3 separate regions of the Mus musculus genome follow, and regions 1 and 2 are each linked to region 3. The links are chromatin contacts, called in public HiChIP or PLAC-seq and Micro-C maps. All regions are on one chromosome and are shown on one strand. The core of a region is the stretch at or near the end of the contact, and the rest is flanking DNA. Distances in the headings are between cores, read along the strand shown. Region 1 overlaps Abcc6 (ATP-binding cassette, sub-family C (CFTR/MRP), member 6). Region 2 holds the start of Rasip1 (Ras interacting protein 1). Region 3 holds the start of Grwd1 (glutamate-rich WD repeat containing 1).

Region 1 (3,207 bases), core at 605-3,104, 180 kb before region 3:
CTTGCTCTTACCATTTACTTGCTGTTAAACGTCACACTACTAACTCACCCTCCCTGTGCTACAATTCCTTGGTTCTAAGAACAGAGGATAACTAAAAGCAGGCTCCTGGTTCTACATGGGTGAGACCCAGAGAACCTGACAGAGTTTATGCAGCCTCTGCCTGAGGGGCAGCCTCTGCCTGAGGGGCAGCCTCTGCCTGAGGGGCAGCCTCTGCCTGAGGGGCAGCCTCTGTCTGAGGGGCAGCCTCTGCCTGAGGGGCAGCCTCTGCCTGAGGGGCAGCCTCTGTCTGAGGGGCAGCCTCTGCCTGAGGGGCAGCCTCTGTCTGAGGGGCAGCCTCTGCCTGATGGGCAGCCTCTGTCTGAGGGGCAGCCTCTGTCTGAGGGGCAGCCTCTGCCTGAGGGGCAGCCTCTGTCTGAGGGGCAGCCTCTGTCTGAGGGGCAGCCTCTGTCTGATGCAATCACTTGGGTCCAGCGGGGCTCTGGGTATGGATTCAGGAATGGTAGACATGAATTTGAGAGCTTGAGAATATAAGCTGAGTTTAACAAGAAAGTCTATGTGGTTTGTGGGTGCCTTATTGGCATAGCCCAAAGGCCATTTTGAGCAATGCCTTTAACAGCCCTCTGCATCTTGCCTGTGACCAGGGTAAGATGAGGCATGAATTCCCCGATGTGGCATCGTGTTGGTGCTCTCAGAATCTGGGGAACTTAGTTTCCAACTTTTGGATTAGGTATTCTCGGGCTGTGTATCTAAGGTGCTTTGCACAGTACCTAGTGCTCACTTGCATAGTGTTGTTAGCTGCCATCTGATATGTGAGGGGAGCCATCACCACCATTGAAAGTTTCCTTATTTATCTCTGTGGTGCCTCGTGTATGCCATGCAAGCAGTTTTCCACTGAGCTACATCTTTGGTCCTTAAAAAACATATTTTCATATTTATATAACAATTATATAATATATAAATACTATATATTTATATATTATATTATATATAATATGTTATATATAATGTTATAATTTATATTATTACATATAGTACCATATGTTTTATGATATATTTATATAGTATATAATATATTATATAATATAGATATATTTATATACAATGTTTGTTTATTTATTTTATTTTTTACTTTTTTGGTTTTTTTTCGAGACAGGGTTTCTCTGTGTAGTTCTGGCTGTCCTGGAACTCACTCTGTAGACCAGGCTGGCCTCGAACTCAGAAATCTGCCTGACTCTGCCTCCCAAGTGCTGGGATTAAAGGCGTGTGCCACCACGCCCGGCTATATACAATGTTTATATATAAATATTTATATATATATTTTTTTTAATTTCAAGGCAAGGTCTCACTAAAAAGCTGGCCTTGACCTCGGTGTAAACACAGGCTGGTGTTTGTGCTTTTCCTGCCTCAGCCTCAGGAGTCGCTGCAATTAATGATGTGAGCTGTCATGCTCAGCTAGAAGTCTATTTGTGAACACTGACATTTGAATATTCCAAGGCTTACACACAGTAGGTGGTCAGCAAGCACACACAGGCATTCAAGCAGCACCTGTGTGCAGTGTTGAAAAGCTGGCCACTATCATAGGAAAGACAGGGAAGGAGGGAGGATGTGGTAAACAATTGGGAGCACTGAGCAGGCCAAGGCTGGTAATGATCAGAGACCACAGCAGCCACAGGTAACGCCCTGCACCCTGCCTCTGCCCTGGCACCAGAGGACCACCACGCTGCCCCAGGCTTACTAAGATGGTGGGTTGTGGGTGCTACGGCTAAATGAAAATATCCCGGAGGGTGACCTTACTACTTCAGGCTGCCAGTGGCTTTCAGGACAGTTCTCCACTGAGCCACTAGGTGGTGGAATAGTTGCATGAATAAACCAAACTGGCCCACTGTAGTCCAGAGATTAGAGATGAGAGAAACAGAGACTGGAGTTGGGGTGGAGGAAATCTCAGAAAAGCACAATAAGACTTTTTTTTTTTTTTAACATTTAGTCTGTTCCCACCACCATATCTCCTAGGTAACTAGACCAAAGGCACCGGCCCTTACAAGATTTCCCTGGTGGGAAAGATTAACAAAACACAGGTGTCAGGTTAACTGTGACATTTTAAATAAACTGAGTAATCACTCAGTATAACTGCTTCTCTAGTATTGCAGGAGACATTCTTACACTAAATACACACACACACACACACACACACACACACCTGCCCATATAGCTCAGAAACCACAACTTTGTAGATTTGTTTGTTAATGTGGTGACTGGTAACTCCCCACTAAGAGGTGGGATGGAGGGTAGATTAACAGCGAGCCCTGAGAGGTGGGTGTGGTGGCACATACCTGTAACAACTGAATTTGGGAGGTGAGGGAAAGAGGAGCAGGGGTTTAGGTCAGCCTCAGCAACAGAGAGTGTGCTGGCAAAATGGCTCAGGGGGCAAATTACTGTGCTTGCTGTCGAGGATGCAAGCCTGAAGACCCAAGCTGGGTCCTGAAGCCCATATAAATGTGGAAGGGGGAACTGACCCTACAACGTCATCTCCTGACCTCCACATGCGTGCTGTGACCATGTCACCTCAATAGATAATCATTCAAAAGGAGCAGGGATCGGGAGCCGACAAAGTACTTACTTAGTAAACATGGGGAACCAAGGGCAGACGCCCGTGACCTATATAAAAAGCCAGGCACAGCAGCACACGCCTGAATTCCCAACCCTGGGAAGTGGGGTGACCCAAACCCTTGGAGTCTCATGACACCCTGCCCTCTGTCCCCAGCTCCTTGGACCCTCTGCTCTCACAGCCGTTGCTGTCTTCCTGAGCCTCCTCCCTCTGAACTTCTTCATCACCAAGAAGAGGGGCTTCCATCAGGTTTGGCATTTGGGGATGCAGGCATCCTGGACAGAGGAACAACCATGGGTCTCTGGTTGGTGACAGAGATAGGGACAGGCAAGAGGAGGCTTTAGGTCTGTCCTTGTCCTGTGTTGCCAGACCTGTGACTCTTGGACAAGCCTCTGTTCCTTCTAGAGCGTGGCCCCTTCCCATAGTGGCCCCAAGCTGTTGTCCCTCAATGGCTCCTGACTCTGAGCCCCTTCACGCTCAGCCAGGGGGACGTGTGGCAGCCAAAGAAACCAAATCTCCTTTGCTGATATGGCTTAGTGTCGAAGCCTACGACCCCATCACGGCCTCTGTCACCTGATCTTGCTTCCTTCTTCTCCCCCTTG
Region 2 (3,345 bases), core at 179-2,678, 200 kb after region 3:
GAGGGCGCTCCGCGTCGGCCAACACCCGCAGGTGCTCGGCACGCCACTCGCCTCCGCCCACGCCGACCGCGGGCCGGCCCAGAGCGTCGCAAAGCGCGTAGGCGTCCACGCAGCCGCTGTCGCCCGCTCCGCGGCCGCCCGTCAGCCCGTAGCGCTCCAGCGCCTCCGCCACCAGCTCGCGCGCGGTGGATCGCTCCGTAGCCAGCACGCTCTTGTAGTTGGCGCCCGACGCCAGCCCAGAAGCGAAGATCTTGAGCACTCCCGGGGGCACCGCGGCACGCGTGGGCAACGGGGGCTCCGGAGCTACACCCGCCGCCAGTTCAGGCAGCTTCTTCTCGCTGGCCCAGCGCTGCGCGCCCCCAGGCGTGCCAGGACCCCCGGCGCCGCCGGCCCCTGAGCCCCGAAACAGCTGCGAGATGCGCTTGGCTCGGCTGCCCGACGCTCCCCCCGCCGCCTTCACCGCACCTACGCGCCGCAGCTCCACGTGCGGCGGCGGCGGCGGCGGCGGCAGGGGCTCGCTGCTTCGGCTCCCCGTGTCGGAGGACGAGGACCTGAGGAGAAAGAAGTGGGCAGAGAGGACACAGAAGAGAGAATCAGAGACAGAGACACAGAGAGAGACAGAGACACAGAGAGACACCCAGAGATAGTGCCCAGAAAGAGGGGCCAAAGACACAGAGAAACCGAGAAAGGGGGAGGGACAGAAACTCAAGAGTCAGAGACAAAGAACCAAAGAAAAGGGACAAAGGGATGGGAGCAGAAAACCAAGATGGTGGTGTGCGGTGGGAAGAATGGAGATAAGAGAGATAGGTAATAAAATTAATAAAGATATGACCCTTGGTAAGAAATAGGTGAACAGAGAGAGGGGATGTGTACTGCGTTCCATCCCAGTGCCCACTTCTTCTCTCCCTGTGCCTCGACGTCACTGTGTTCCACTGTCACCCCCCAGCTCGCTTGTCTATTTAGGACAGGAACCACTGCCCACTTTTGTAGGGTCGCTGGCATGACCCAGTGATAAACAGGGACAAATGGCAGGCATACCATAGAGGTTGACCACTTACTTGACAGAGGCAGCGCTGGGCCAGCGCCGCCCCAGTTTGGCGAGCTGTTTCCTTGGGGAATTGATCCACAGGCCCACTGGAAGATGGAGCTTCCCGAAGCGGGGGCTTCCGCCCTCCTTTCGTTCACCAGATAGCATGGCCCTAAGGGAAGAGGGGAAGGCCCCAAGTCCTAAGGCCACAGTCGGGTGGGGTGGGGTAGAGTGGGGAGCTACGGAAGAGAGAATCAGTTCTGGTTCCTGAATCCCAGGGAGTAAGAGGGGCAAAGAAATGAGCTCCTAGGTCCCAGGATGGGTGGAGTCACTGTTGTGGCTCTTACCCTGCTTCGGGTCCCGTAGCACCCGGAGGCCCTGGTGCTGTTGGCCTCCGTTAAGTCCCAGTCCCTCTGTAAAGTGTTTTCCTCTGCCCAAGCTCCCAGCACTGGGTGGGGGACAGGAAAAGGCAAGAGGAAACCCGGCAGGAAGAGCGGGGAGGGGGCGTCCTGTGAGGAGACCAGGCCTGGGGGAGGAGATGAGGCAGGGCTGGCCCTGGCCTGCGCCTTGATTCTGGGCCCACCACTCACTCATGGGCCACCTAGAAAGGGAGGTCCCATGTTCCAGCTACAACTCCCTCAGATGGCGGGGGAGGGCACATCCAGATCTCCTCTCTTGGAGCCAGAAGTCAGAACCAGTCCCCAAAAGTAAGTCAAATACAAATCTTTATTAGTTTTCTGTTGCCTCGCTCTTATCTCCAGAGTAGTCAGAGTTAAAATCTGCCTGAGAGGCCTTCTTCAATCCCATCTGTTGGGACAAACTCTGATCTGACTTGGATCCTGACGCGGTGGGTTTGACTTCGTCACTTGCATTCTTCAATTTAGCGCTGACTTTCCTAAAGTGAAGTACCCTGGGGCAGGACATAGGTGCACAGAACCACATTAGGTCACAGGTTGAGTGAAGTACACACTTTCCTGAACCGCCCCCCCCCAAGCCTAACTTAACAGTTTATATAAGCCTTGTCCTCCTAAGTGAGCCCCAAAGGAAAGTGCCCAGTAGCTTCCTGTCCTGTTGCCAGCACTGGATTGTAGGATGCCCTCCCTCCACCCAGGCCCGACCCACTCCAAATCACTTCCCTCCACAAGGCCGTTTCCTTTCCATCCATCCATCCGTCCATCCAAGCCCTTGTCTGCACCCTTCTATAAAATCTCTCCATAGCCAAGACTACACTCCTCCATCAAGCCACTCCCCTCCACCAAGCCCCTCCTCTCCGCCAGCTCCCTTCCTTCCATCAAGCCTGCCTCTGTCTTCAAGCCCCCCTCTTACCCAGACCCCCAAGTCCTCTATCAAGACATGCTCCGGCCCATTGGACACACAAACTTTATATGCCCCAGTACAGGGGAATGCCAGGGCCAAAAAGGGGGAGGGGGTGGGTAGGGGAGTGGGGGTGGGTGGGTATGGGGGACTTTTGGTATAGCATTGGAAATGTAAATGAGCTAAATACCTAATAAAAAAATGGAAAAAAAAAAGACATGCTCCTTTCAAAGCTTGTCTCATTCCTGCTTTTCCTCCACTGCACCTGCGTCTCTTCCCTTCACCCAAGTCCACTTTATCTAAGGCCCACCCTCCCTTTAAATTTCCTGGTGAACAGCTCACGAGATAATGATGCTGGCCACAAGAACCACAAAGCCAAGGGTCAACAGTATTAAGAGGCGAGTTTTCATTTTTTTCTCTGGATTTTGAGCGACTGTAGGTATGAGCTCCGGGTACAACTCTGGGTGCAGCTCCGGGTACAGCTCCGACTCTGGCTCCTGCCCCGGTGGTGTCTGTGGAGTCACGTGGACAGGAGTCTCGTGCTCCTCTTGGGTTATGATGTTCGGTGGTTGGTTTTCCTCTGAATGCTTTGGGGGCAATACTGACAGAGGAGAACCATAGGGCAGTCCTGGCAGCAGCCAATAACTGCAAGCCTACCCCAAAACCCTAGCCTTCTCTAAAGGGTGGGCACACCCCAGTAAGTCCAACTGAAGCCTAAGACAACCCAGTTAGGCAGGAAACCATACCTCCAAGACCAGAAAACACACCTTCTAAGGGAAGCCACACCTCTCATCACAGACCCTGTTTATAGCCAAAGCCACAAACCCAATAACAAGGCCATGCCAAGTAAATCTGGTCCCGTGGACGAGGCCACACCTCCAGAGCTTCTCCCACCCCGAATGCCACTTTTCCAACACCCCAGACTGACCTGTGACATCGTAGCGGATGACGGTGGCATGACCTTGGTTGATGGTATCTAGCACACAGCGGTAGTTGCCAGCATC
Region 3 (3,271 bases), core at 398-2,897:
GCCCTCACATCACTGTGCAGCTCCCTAGCCCCAGACACACCTCTAGGGGAGCCTGTTTTTAACCTTTCATTCATCAGGACTCAAAACTGTGAGACGCGTATGCCAAACTGTGACTCCAGACCTTGGCCCCGCCACACAGAAACCCCTGACCCCAGACTGTGACTTCCAACACCTAAAATGATCATCTGACCCCAGACTGTGCCCCGACCAGACTGTGACCCTTCATGTCAGACCTCAATGACCCCTCCCTTTTAGATCCTTGTTGGCTCTGACCTATGACCTCTCCTCCACGAAAGTCCTACCTTTACCTGTCTCCCCCCACTCACCTACCACCCCAGATGCCACCAATCACATCTTCAAGTCCAGCCCTTATTTGTGACCCTTCAGTGATAATCCAGCAGACACTCCACCCCCAGGTCTCCTTTCCCAGATTTCAGCAGGGTCTGAGGCTGGGCTGAGAGGAGGGTCTGGGAGCCCACACCTGACCTTTCCTCCCCTCTCCCGCTCCTACACTGCAGTGTTTGGAATAAAACCATGTTTTTACGCCTCCTCAGTCCAAGCCTGAGTTCTGTGTCTGTCCCTTCAACTTCTCTGGAGAAAAATGGAAACTGAGAACTGAGTCCTTAGGGAGGACAGTCAGACAACAGAAACTGGGCTGGTGGTGTAGCGGAGGCAGGGTGTTGTAATATTCATAACACCCTGAGTTCAGTCCCCAGTCCTAGAAAACAGGAGATTGGGGAAAGCACAGTCAACCCCAGGAAGCGGCAAGAGTCCAGGGGAGAGGGGTGGAGAGGTGACAGGGCAGAGACAACACCCCCAAGAGTAGAGATACAAAAAGGGATGCACAAATTAGGACCAAATCTAGAGACCTACTCCTTGCTACTGGCAAGAATGATTTGATGGGTTATTTTATGCAAATGGAGAGTGGCCAACCCACGCCTTGAATCTCCTTAATCTCACCAGTGAGGATCTGTTTCCAATATTTCATTACTCCAATTAACCAAAACTCGGGTGTACATGGGTAGATAAAGAGAGCTGACTCAGTTGTAGCAGCAGCCTCAAGAGAGACTTTCTGATTAAGTGCCTGCTGACCAGAGCTGCCCTGGGAATGCCTGGTTGGGAAATGGTCTGCCCCTGGAGGATAGATCCAATCCACTAACTTATACATAATGTCCAGCCTGTCTACCCTAAAGCATTTTGAAATAATTTAAAACCATCATAACAAGGAGAGGAGAAGAAATCGGCCTTAAAGGTCCTCGGGGAACAGAAGCCCAGTCTCCTTGCCAGTAAGTGCTCGTTTACATACATGAATAATTAACTAAATGGAAAGACAACCCTGGGAATGAAAGGTGGAAGATGGAGAGGGCTCTGAAGCCGAGGACTTCTGTAGAACTACAACTCCCAGAAGGTCTTGCCATTGCTGCGCGGAAGAATTCCCCAAGGTCACACGAAAGACAAAATTGCTCCTAATATAAGTCTTCTCACTGAGCCAGGACGCGGTTACTTTGTGGCGGCCATCTCTCTGCGCATTACCTTCTTCTGGCTGGTTCACAGGTTTCCAAGGTAACAGTACAGTGGGACGGGTCTTAGACTGTGGGAGGTGAAACCCGGAAGTGACGCTCTCACTTCGCGTCCGGGGCAAGAAGGTTCGAAGATGGCGGCGCGCAAGGGCCGGAGTCGCACGTGTGAAACCGGAGAACCCATGGAGGCTGAAACCTGCGACCCAGGAACCGAAGGCCCATCCCAGGTCTACCTGCCCGGCAGAGGGCCGCCACTGAGCGAGGGAGAGGAGCTGGTAATGGATGAAGAGGCCTACGTGCTGTACCATCGTGCGCAAACTGGTAGGCAGAGGGACCTGACTCTCGGGTCCAGGGAAATGAAAGGCCTGTCTTGGGGTCTGGGGGACGAAGGGTCTGGAGTCTGAGGATTGTGACCCTGCAGACTGCCGGCCTTTGGAGGAGGTGGAGGCCGAGTTCCCAGTCTCTCGTTCCTACTCAGCAACTCTAATCTCCCCGCCCATCCCTAGGCGCCCCTTGTCTCAGCTTTGACATAGTTCGAGATCACTTGGGCGACAACCGGACAGAGCTCCCTCTCAGTCTTTACCTGTGTGCGGGAACCCAGGCGGAGAGCGCCCAGAGCAATAGGTGAGACCCAGGACCTTTGCAAGACATCCACAAGGCCCCACGCATTAGGGCTCTCTGCTAATGCCAGACCTAAAAGTCTGGGACCCCAGCCTCCCTCCTCCTTCAACATCCCGGCACTCAGTTTCTAACCCGTATTTGCTTCCCCAGACTGATGATGCTTCGGATGCACAATCTCCATGGCACCAGGCCGTCACCCTCAGAGGGCAGTGATGACGATGAGGAAGATGAAGATGAAGAGGATGAGGAGGAGCAGAAACCTCAGCTGGAACTGGCCATGGTTCCTCACTACGGTGGCATCAACCGAGTTCGGGTACAGTCTTTCCAGGGGCTTGTTAAGGATTCTCTGCAGCACACCCCTCCCCCTAGATCCAAATGTCTCTCAGTACCTCCTCCAGCCCCTCAGCTTCTCTCCCTCCCCCCTCATTTTCAGACATTTTCACTCTATGAGCTGATAAACAGATAATAAAGGCTGAAACAGCTCCTGATTGTGGTGAAACGCAAGGGTGTTACTGAGCTGTTGCTTAGGAACTGAGGCAGGATAGAATGAGTTCAAAGGCAGCTTAGTGGTAGAGCGCTCACCTCAAGTTCAATAAATAGAGCACTTTATGATCAGGTAGATGAGCAAAAAAGGGAGACGGTATACAAGGAGCATGTAGAGCAAAAGCCAACCCGTAGCTGGACCTGTCTCTGTTGGACCTGTATCTGTTACATTATTCCCAGAAGGTTTAGCCTGTAGACAGAAAGCTCTGGGCCCATGAACATAACATACTAGTGGGAAAGGGAACAAGAGAAAGCTTGTAGTTTGTTACAAGATGCTGAGTGTGGTAGTATAAGGGTGTTCCTAGGGTAGAGTTGTTTTTTGTAAATGGTGAATTTGAGGAGGACTGGGTAAGTCGGTGTTCTTGGACTAGAGACCTGCAGCAAGTGTCAGGGCTGGGGTGTTTGTGGAAACAGATTTGCAGAGAAGAAAAACGAAAGTGCCAAGACCCTGGGGTGCACCTGGCACACATGATTCAGAATCTCAGGGGAAACTGGAGAGGCGACTGTGTGTGGAGCAGAATAGACTAAGCGGGGACAGTGACAGATGTGCAGGGTGAGCGCCTGGAAGACTGGTTGCTTTGCCCTTG

Evidence for each region. Hi-C and Micro-C count contacts between places; a contact is called where the count stands out from the background. HiChIP or PLAC-seq counts read pairs in DNA pulled down with a chosen protein or histone mark.
Region 1: an H3K4me3 HiChIP or PLAC-seq map of forebrain shows a contact between it and region 3, with 6 times the contacts expected there. The contact joins the enhancer-like site here to the promoter of Grwd1 in region 3. A contact is called at or near these places in 8 of 39 promoter capture datasets (the C10 cell line, the HPC-7 cell line, HPC-7-derived erythroid cells and 5 more), 8 of 484 Hi-C or Micro-C datasets (the AML12 cell line, CD8 T cells, cortical neurons and 3 more), 6 of 115 datasets of contacts at active chromatin or transcription factors (bone marrow-derived macrophages, embryonic basal ganglia, embryonic forebrain and 3 more) and 3 of 9 other capture datasets (adipose tissue, liver and macrophages).
Region 2: a Micro-C map of embryonic stem cells shows a contact between it and region 3, with 2.0 times the contacts expected there. The contact joins the promoter of Rasip1 here to the promoter of Grwd1 in region 3. A contact is called at or near these places in 4 of 39 promoter capture datasets (cranial neural crest, embryonic stem cells, liver and 1 more), 1 of 484 Hi-C or Micro-C datasets (embryonic stem cells), 1 of 115 datasets of contacts at active chromatin or transcription factors (embryonic stem cells) and 2 of 9 other capture datasets (adipose tissue and liver).

The regions. Positions count from the first base shown.
Region 1 is chr7:46,008,433-46,011,639 of GRCm38.p6, reverse strand. It overlaps Abcc6 (ATP-binding cassette, sub-family C (CFTR/MRP), member 6), which reads left to right. Exons shown (of 31, transcript NM_018795.2): 11 at 2,762-2,854. Among named protein-coding and RNA genes, the nearest start is that of Abcc6, 20 kb to the left of the region's middle. Within about 2 kb of position 1,854, at least 8 of the 459 cell types and tissues checked have an H3K27ac peak or open chromatin away from gene starts, as enhancers often do. A contact at or near this core is called in cortical neurons and forebrain, where this site is marked.
Region 2 is chr7:45,625,620-45,628,964 of GRCm38.p6, reverse strand. It overlaps Rasip1 (Ras interacting protein 1), which reads right to left and starts at 1,428. Exons shown (of 12, transcript NM_028544.1): 1 at 1,375-1,428; 2 at 1,059-1,199; 3 at 1-551. The coding sequence starts at 1,195. It overlaps Izumo1 (izumo sperm-egg fusion 1), which reads right to left. Exons shown (of 10, transcript NM_001018013.1): 8 at 3,270-3,345; 9 at 2,684-2,942; 10 at 1,723-1,937. The coding sequence ends at 1,757.
Region 3 is chr7:45,829,165-45,832,435 of GRCm38.p6, reverse strand. It overlaps Grwd1 (glutamate-rich WD repeat containing 1), which reads left to right and starts at 1,647. Exons shown (of 7, transcript NM_153419.2): 1 at 1,647-1,841; 2 at 2,027-2,144; 3 at 2,292-2,454. The coding sequence starts at 1,655. It also overlaps a transcript of Grin2d not described here.